2 separate regions of the Pan troglodytes genome follow, and region 1 is linked to region 2. A link is a contact called in public HiChIP or PLAC-seq data. All regions are on one chromosome and are shown on one strand. The core of a region is the stretch at or near the end of the contact, and the rest is flanking DNA. Distances in the headings are between cores, read along the strand shown.

Region 1 (4,159 bases), core at 975-3,474, 190 kb after region 2:
TGGAGCCCGAGTTCCTGTCTGGCGGCTGCGCGGCCGGGACTTGGGATGTGAGGCGCATAGCAATGGGGCGCTGCGGAGGCGCCACTGCAGCTCCCAGCTGGAGAGGGGGGCGGGGAGGGGGCCGAGGGGCAGCCCCGAGGCTCCCTTCCCCCTCCCCCTTCCCAGCTGGGCTCTCCCCAGGGGAATTCCCCACCCCGACAGAAAGTCACCAGAGGCTGCGGGGAGGGGGCAGGGAGGAGGGGAGGGCGCCTAGGAGGAGAGCAGAGGTGAGGAGGTCTGGGGAAGGAGATGGGGGTGCAGAGAGGAGGCGAAGGGGTGGAGGGGTGGGCAAGAGGCCATCCTGGGCTCTGGAGACTCGAGTCCTGGAGAGAGACTGGCTGGGCCCCTGGCAGGACAGGACCCCAGGGAGGCAGGGGCATAGAGATGGGGGGAACCCTGAGAGCCCGGGATTGATGGTGAGTTGGAAGGAGAGGCTCCCAAAAGGAGAGAGCTAGGATTGGGGGGGTCTGAGATTGGGGAGTACTATGGGGTGAGGAGACAACGATGGAGGGGGTCTCTGGGTGATGAAAGGTCATAGAAGGATGTTTCAGAGAGTGATGGGCTAAGGAGAAGGCGACTGGGGGTGTTGGGGAGAAAGGGGAGAGGCTGGGGTGCAAGGCCCAAAGAGGGGCGGGGAGGGAGTGGGAGGAGGGAGCTAGAGGAGAGGGCGGCTGAAGTGAGGGTCTCCTGGACAGAAGGTCTGGAGAGGGATATCTGGGGGATTGTCAGAGATGGGGGTTAGAGAATCCTGAGGAGCAGATGCCGTGTCTTAGAAGGTCCTAGAAGAGCAGGTGTGAGGGTCGGAAGCCTGGGGAGGAGGCAGCAAATGGGGGGCGGGGGTCTCCAGGAGGAGAGGTTTCCAGGAGGGGAGGGCGGAGGGAGATGGGAGAGGCAGTGGTCCTGGAGAGACACGTGCCCAAGGATAGAAGGCCCCAAAGCCTAGTGGGGTCAGGGAATGGGGGGTCTTGGAGAGACGGAGGGGCAGGGGTCCGAGCCGCCCACCAGGAGAGGCGGGGTGACCCCAGAGGGAGAAGGGCTGAAGACTGGGGAGGGGGTTGTCTCACTCCCCAATCACCCCCTCCGTCTTTCCCATTTTCACTTCCCAAACTCCCCGGTTCTCCCCGGTTGCCACGGCAACCGCTCTTGCCAGGCGCGGTCACCAAGGAAACCCCGTGCCCGCCTCTCCCCCCTCCCCATCACTGGCGTGCCCCCCCACACCCCAAGCAGCAGCGGTGTGGAGGGTGGGAGGGGCCATGGGGAGAGGAAGAACCTGGACTCCCGCCCCAGAAAGGGGGGCCCGGACCTACGCCCGGAGAGCCCCCCACCCTAAGCCTACTTCCTCAGCCCCACAGCTGGATACGCAGCGACCGCCGGACGCACCCCCCACAACCTGTCCCCAGGCAGCAGCGACAACCACCCCCCCCCCCCACAGCAAAGAACTCGCCCTGCCCGGAGAACCCCCACCCAGTCGCCTCCCCCACCGGCTTCTGCCTCCCATTAGGCCCCGCCCCCTGTCCTCTGCCATCCCCCCCATCCCGGAGGAGGCCTAAGACCACTGTCCCCCAATTAGCGAATGCCCCCCACCCACCCCCCGCGGTTCCGCCTCCGGCCCCCGCCCCCGACCCGTGCCCCTTGGCGGCTACTCACAGCGAGGAGAGGGGTTCCTTCCGGGGGGCAGCATGCCCGGCCCGTGGGGGGAGGACCCCCCAATGAGGCTCAGGAATTTGGGGTGCAAGGCCCGCTGCGGGGAGGCGCGGGGGGCGGGGCTGCGGCCGGGCCTGGAGCCTCTCGCGCTCTCCCCCCTCCCCGGCTCCTGGGTGGGGAGGGGGCTTCCGCAGCGGCGGCGGTGGGGCTGGGGGGGCCGCTCTGCCTCCTCGCCTCGCGCCCGCCTGCCGTCCGGCCCGGCGCCCTCGCCCGCCGCCCGCCTTCCTTCTTGCCTTCCTTTCTTTCCTTCTTTCTTTCCTGGCTTCCTTCCTTCCAGCCTTCCTTCCTTCCTTCCTCCCTCCTCGGGCCCGCCGGCGCCGCTCTCCCCCCACCCCACCCCCCCCCAGGCCCCGGCCCCGGCCCCGGCCCCCGCCTCGGACGGTGCGGCAGCGACCGAGAGCAGCCGAGAGCGGCGGAGACGGGAGCGGAATACTGATGATGGTGGGAGCGGGCGGGCGGAGGGAGGGAGCAGGGAGGGAGGCCCGGGAGGAGAGGAGGGGGGAGAGAGGGAGGGGAGGGAGGGCAGCGTGGAGAGGGAGGAAGGAAAGAGGGGGGAAGAACCGGAGAGGATGGGAGAGGGAGGGAAGAAAGGAGAGGGAGACGGGAGGGAAGGGGAAGGGGGGAGGAAAGAAGAGGGAAGGGGAGGAAAGAAGGAAGGAAGTGGGAAGGGGGTGGAAGAAAGAAGAGGGGGAGAAAAAGGGGAGGGAGCAGGGGAGAGAGGAGGGAAAGGGGAGAGGGTGTGGGAGGGGAGGGGAGAGGAGGGGGTAACTCCTGCAATAAGGTCCTGGATGAAGGGGAGGGGAGGGCGGGGGAGCAGGGGGAGTGGGTAGAGGAAGAGGAAAGGAGGGAGAGGAGGAGTGGAGGGAGAGATGGGTAGAGAGATGGGCAGGAGAGGCCCAGGGGCAGGGAAGTGAGGGGAAAGAGGAGGTAGGGAAGGCCTAACTTTGAGGGCTGCAGGGGACAGAGGGGCCTGGAGGGCGGCGGGGGCTGTGGGGAGAAGAATGGGGGGTGCGGTGTGTGTTGTCAGGAAGAGCAGGGGAAGCTGGCAGGACCCGGAAGAGGCAGGAGGATCTAAGTGGGACAGAGATGAGAGGATGGAAGAGGGAGGGAAGGACCCGTCGGGGGGAGGGGGGAGGAGAAAGATCTCGGGGGAGAGGAGAGAAGCTGGGGAGCTGGAGCTTTGAGGGCCCAAGACTGGGTGGCAAGAGCCCGGGGAGTAGACAGAGTGGGGGAGGGGACAGAGGGCCTTTCTTGAACTCCGCTGTATGCCCGCCTCGTCCGCCCCTCCACCTCATGAAGAGAAGAACCTTCAAACCCATTTTCCAGAAGAGACCACTGAGCTCTTGGAGGAGCCAGGATGGGGTTTGAATGCAGTTTTGGGCTGGGGGTACCCTGAGGGAGATGGAGAATAGGTCAGTTCCTAGCTTTCGTCCCTGGTCCAGACTTGGCAGGTGGAGGCACCTGGGAGGGGCAGAGGGCACAGCCTGCAGCCTCCCTACTCACTCTCCTCTGAGGTGCCCCAGGTGTTGGCAGCGGGTGCTAGGGATGCATTTAGAGCTGTGAAGCTGAGCTGCATCTTGGGTGCAGGGAGGGGGAGGGCAGATGCAGAGGCCTCTGGGAGGTCACCGTGACCCTCCCCTCTACCTCCCCGGTCCACTACCCCAAAAGCTTGGGCCCCAAGGAAGGGGGACATCGGGAATCAGGGGCGGAGAAACCCAGAAGGAGGGGTGGCCCCTGTCCAGGACACTGAAGATCCTTCCAGATGTTAAAATTAGCACAGAAGTTTCACCCCTTCCTTGTTATCCCCCAAAACACTGACTAATAACTGAGGACTCAGGAGAGAGAGAAGAAAGATGAAGGTTCCTTCTTTCAGTGCCAGGGGACCCGGGACAGACTCTCCCTCTTCCCCTTCTCCTCGGAGAGCCCCAGGGAGGGAAAGTGTGGCCATACCCCTGCAGGCAGAGCCTGGGGAGAGTCAGGGTTGGAAGCTGGAAGGAAAGTGGGCCAGACACATCTATAATGAGCCAGGGTTCCCGAGAGAAGCCAGGTCACAGATGGGTTCGGAAGAGGCGATTTTGGGTGGGCGCTGGTGGGTGCTGAGCCCTGAGAGCTGCCGAGAGGGGAAACTGAGAAGGGGCTGGGCGAGGGCCAGGGAGTGGCAGGTGGCAGTGGTGCTTCGGGTTTCACCCGCCCCTGGCGCCGCTCAAGTCTAGTTTGTGAGACTGGACCAGTGAATGTGTGTGTGCACCAGGGTCCAGCACAGAGTAGGCCAGGACCGATGGTGATACCAGCAAAACAGAATCACATGGTGGCAGCCCGCGGTTCCTCCTGGTCTCCCACAGGCCAGATGCTGTGCCCAGCACCTCACAAGCGTGGCATCGATCCTGCAACCATGCGGTACCAACTCCTAGGGATG
Region 2 (4,372 bases), core at 81-2,580:
ACCCATGGCTCTCCCCCCTAGCCCGGGAGACCAGAGGCCTTCCTCTTCCTCTGCTTTTATTTAATAAAAACTAAAAACAGAAACAGGAAAATAAAATATGAATACAATCCAGCCCGGAGCTGGAGTGCAAGATGGAGAGGGCGTGGGCTTCTAGGGACCTCAGTGACACTGGGTCCCTGAACCTGATTGAGCAGGTGGGACTGGGTGTCCCCAGGCTGTTGGGAAAAGGGTGGCACATAGGGTCCCAGTGCTGGGTGGTGTGTCGCCTGCTGTGAAAGTTCAGGACAAAGGCCTCAGCCTCAGGGTCACCTCCCTGGACAAGGTGAATCAGAACTCGCCCTTGAAGGATAAACAGGATTTAAGTGAATGAGGGGACCTGGACTTTTGTCCGAACAACAAGTGTTTGCTGAGGCCTCCTGTGGGCCAGGCACTGGGTTGGCCATTCTAGAGATGGAGACATTCACCCAATAAATGTTTCCAGAGCATTAACTACAGTTAGGCACAATTCTAGGCACTGGAAACATCCGTGAACAAGATAACCATCCTCCTACCAAGACTCGGGGGATAGGGACTTTAATGAGCATGGCACTGTGGTGGGGCTAGAGGAAATCAGGGAAGATATCACAACAGAGGCAATCGCTGGGACCTAAAACGAGAGCCTGGGGGCTGGGCCTCCAAGTTGAGGGAACAGCACTTGCAAAGTTTGAGAGGAGAGACGCCAGGAGTTCGGAGCGAAGCGACGAAGTTCCTCCAATCCTTCCTGCCCCTGTGCCAGCCCTGAAGGAGCTGAATGAGCAATTCCAATCGAGGGCGAAAGGGGGGTTGCATGGAGGGATGCAACTTAAAGGTATATTTATTTGGGGCGGGGGACAGCGGAAGTGAGAGTAGTTACCAACGATCACCTTATCCTAAGAGTAGTGTACCGGGCGCCCCACAAGTGTCCCTATCATGCGTTGTTGAGTCTAATTTACATATAGGGAAACTGAAGCTAGGATGAAGGAGAACAGATCAAGCCAGGACTCTACCGCTTATCGGCCAGCCTCTGCGGGGATCTTGGGCGTCAGGTCACCAGCTGGCTGCTGGGCAGCGACGGGGCAGCGCTCCCTACACGGCCCCGGGCGAGAGGCGGGCGGGGGGACGCGGAGGATGCGCGCGCAACACCCGAGGGTGGGAGGAGAGAGAACAGAACCGCGGCGCGCCCAGACCGCACGAGGTCGTGAAGGTAGCCGCGCGGAGGGGCGTGGCTTCGGGCAGACAGGTCATGGGGAGGCGGAGTTAAGGGAATTTTTCAGCAAGGGGGCGAGGCCACTTCGGAGGCTGAGAGAGGGGGCGGGGCCTGCCCTGCAGTCGAACAAGCGGGGCGTGGCCTTGCCCGCACTTGGGCAGGCGGGGGCGTGGCCCGTCTCTGAGCGCCGCGGCTCTGGGCTTGCGCGCGCGGGAGTCAGGGGTCACGGCGGCGTAGGCTGTGGCGGGAAACGCTGTTTGAAGCGGGTGAGTAGACGGGAAAAAGGGAGTTCGGGGCAGTGGGCCTGGTAGGGAACGGGGCTTGAGCAGCCAGGCACATAGATCTGAGAGACGGTTGGGAGGGCACCCTTTGGCCCGGGGGCGCGCAGGAGAGGGCAGGGACCAGGGGTTTCCTGGGCGAGGGCGCGGGGACGAGCAGGAAAAGCCCGGGGTGGGGGTGGAATTCCTCGGCGGGCAGGGGGCGCGTGCGCCGGGCACCGTGGGGCGGGACGTGGCCCGGGAGGAGCTGGGGGGACTGGGTGGTGCACGTGCGGGCTTGGTGTCATCCTGGATTCGCTGGGTGTTTGAGTACTCTGTGCCAGGCACTTTTCTGGAAGCAGGAACAAGTCAGAGAAGTCCCTGTCTCGGGAAGACAGACGGTAGACAAGTGATGAGTTTTAATAGCATCAGTAAAGCAGTGCTCTGGGGCTGTCAGATGCTCTCAGAAGGAAACTAACGCAGGGTAACGTGATAATGAGCGAAGAGCCTGCTGCTTTAGCTGGAGTGGTCCAGAATCGACCGCTCTGGGACCCTCAAGTGCAAAGCCCTGAGGTGGAAGGAGCTTGGCGTATTTGTAGCAGGAGCCGAGGGGACGAGAGAAACACAGATGAGGTCGGAGTCATGATGGGGAACTAGATCCTATAGGGCCTTGTAAACCTTGGTATGGAATTTCTCCTTTATTCTAGGTTCAGCGGGGAGCCGTGGGAGGGTTTGAGCGTGGAAACAACACGATTCGCCCCATGTTTTGAAAAACTCACTGACCACTGAGTGGAAATTGGATTGTAGCAGGAATAAGAATGGAAGGAGGGAGATCTGTTAGGAGGGAGAGCGTCCTGCAGGCAGAGAATCAGGCTCAGGTTACCTTTGCGGGCGGAGACAGGGGGACTGGCTGATGGACTGGGCGTAGGAGCAAGGGGAAGAGTCCAGGATGACCCCTGGGTTTGTGGTTTGAGCAGCAGGCTGGATGGGGAAGGCTAAGGGAGAAGCAGGTTGGGGTTGCCGCTCTGAAGGCAAAGATTAGTGGGGGAGTGAGTGGGCAGGGTTTAGAGCGGAGCCAGGAGTGGGCAGGGCGATGTCAGTGCCTCGCCTCAGCCCTTCCACTGAAGGAACTTGTTGCCACTGTCTTCTCTTTTTTTTTTTTTTTTTTTTTTGAGACAGAGTCTTGCTCTGTCACCCAGGCTGGAATGCAGTGGTGCAAACTCAGCTCATTGCAACCTCCGCCTCCCGAGTTCAGGCGAGTCTCGTGCCTCAGCCTCCTGAGTAGCTGGGATTACGGCACCCACTGCCACGCCCAGCTCATTTTTTGTATTTTTAGTAGAGATGGGGTTTCGCCGTGTTGGCCAGGCTGGTCTCGAACTCCTGACCTCAGGTGATCCACTTGCCTCGGCCTCCCAAAGTGCTGGGATTACAGGCGTGAGCCACCACGCACGGCCGCTTCTCCTCCTTCCTGCACTTCCCCCCCACAGGTCTCTCTTCCCCCTAGAGAGGTTCCTTCCCTCCCCCTGAAATGCTCTTCCCTCTCTTATGTGTTTCTGACAGCTGCTGTTTGGACAGGCCCTCTGCTGAGCACTGGGGAGCCAATGATCATTCAGTTTGGTTGGGGAAGGACAGGAGATTTCAGTCCAGAGTGCGCTGAGCTATGGCGGAGCAGTGATAGTCTTTGGGAGCCAAGAGAAGAACCTGTGTGCTCAGGGAAGACTCACCAGAGTGGTTGATATTCACAGGGAGTTTCAACTCACATGTCTTTTTTTTTTTTTTTGGTTTTTGAGACAGGGTCTTGCTCTGTCGCCCAGGCTGGTGTGCAGTGGCGCGATCTCGGCTCACTAACCTCCACCTCCCGGGTTCAAGCGATTCTCATGCCTCAGGCTTCCGAGTAGCTGGGATTACAGGTGTGTGCCACCACGCCCAGCTAATTTTTGTATTTTTAGTAGAGACAGGGTTTTGTCATGTTGCCCAGACTGGTCTCGAATCCCTGACCTCAAGTAATCCTCCCACCTCGGCCTCCCAAAGTGCTGGGATTACAGGTGTGAGCCACCACACCCGGCCTAAACTCATGTCTTGAAGTAACCGGACACTGTGCAGAGTGATGCTGGAGACCCCAACTTGGGCAAGATGCTGACTCCTTTTCTCAAGGAGCTCACAGGCTGAAAGGATCCCAGCTCTGCATTGTGCAATAACGAAAGTGGCACAAGGCGTTGTGGGAATCCTGAAGGGCAGCTGGTCAGCTTGGAGGAGCTAAGCCTGAGCTGAGTCTCTGGATGCAGTGGAGTTTCATGCAGCGAACACTGCCTAAGGCCTCCTGGGGGCCCACTCTGTGCTGGGTGATGCTAAGGTCCCAGAGGAGAGTCAGTCCTTGCTCTGCCATCCAGAGGTCCCTGGCTGGTAAGGGAGGAAGACACACACAGAGGCAGTCCAGAGACAGCAGTCACAGAGGCCTAGGGGAAGGACAAGGCCGAAAGCGTGCAGGTGAGCCTGGGCAACATAGCAAGACCCTGTCTCTACAAAAAATACAAAAGCTAGGCCGGGCGCGGTGGCTAACGCCTGTAATCCCAGCACTTTGGGAGGCCGAGGCAGGCAGATCATGAGGTCAGGAGACCAAGACCATCCTGGCTAACACGGTGAAACCCCGTCTCTACTAAAAATACAAAAAATTAGCCGGGCGTGGTGGTGGGCGCCTGTAATCCCAGCACTTTGGGAGGCCGAAGTGGACGGATCACTTGAGGTGAGGAGTTTGAGACCAGTCTGGCAGACATGGTGAAACTCTACTAAAAATACAAAACTAGCTGGACATGGTGGGCGCCTGTAATCCCAGCTACCTGCGAGGCTGAGGCAGGAGAATCGCTTGAGTCCAGGAGGCGGAGGTTGCAGT

What was found. HiChIP or PLAC-seq counts read pairs in DNA pulled down with a chosen protein or histone mark.
Region 1: a contact with region 2 is called in an H3K4me3 HiChIP or PLAC-seq map of stem cell-derived excitatory neurons, with 2.2 times the contacts expected there. The contact joins the promoter of LRRC4B here to the promoter of POLD1 in region 2. A contact is called at or near these places in 1 of 7 Hi-C or Micro-C datasets (stem cell-derived neural progenitor cells) and 1 of 1 datasets of contacts at active chromatin or transcription factors (stem cell-derived excitatory neurons).

What each region holds. Positions count from the first base shown.
Region 1 is chr20:53,455,775-53,459,933 of NHGRI_mPanTro3-v2.0_pri, forward strand. LRRC4B (leucine rich repeat containing 4B) reads right to left here and starts at 2,225. Exons shown (of 3, transcript XM_016936660.3): 1 at 1,687-2,225.
Region 2 is chr20:53,271,216-53,275,587 of NHGRI_mPanTro3-v2.0_pri, forward strand. POLD1 (DNA polymerase delta 1, catalytic subunit) reads left to right here and starts at 1,331. Exons shown (of 27, transcript XM_016936649.4): 1 at 1,331-1,491. It overlaps NR1H2 (nuclear receptor subfamily 1 group H member 2), which reads left to right. Exons shown (of 10, transcript XM_054672652.2): 10 at 1-96.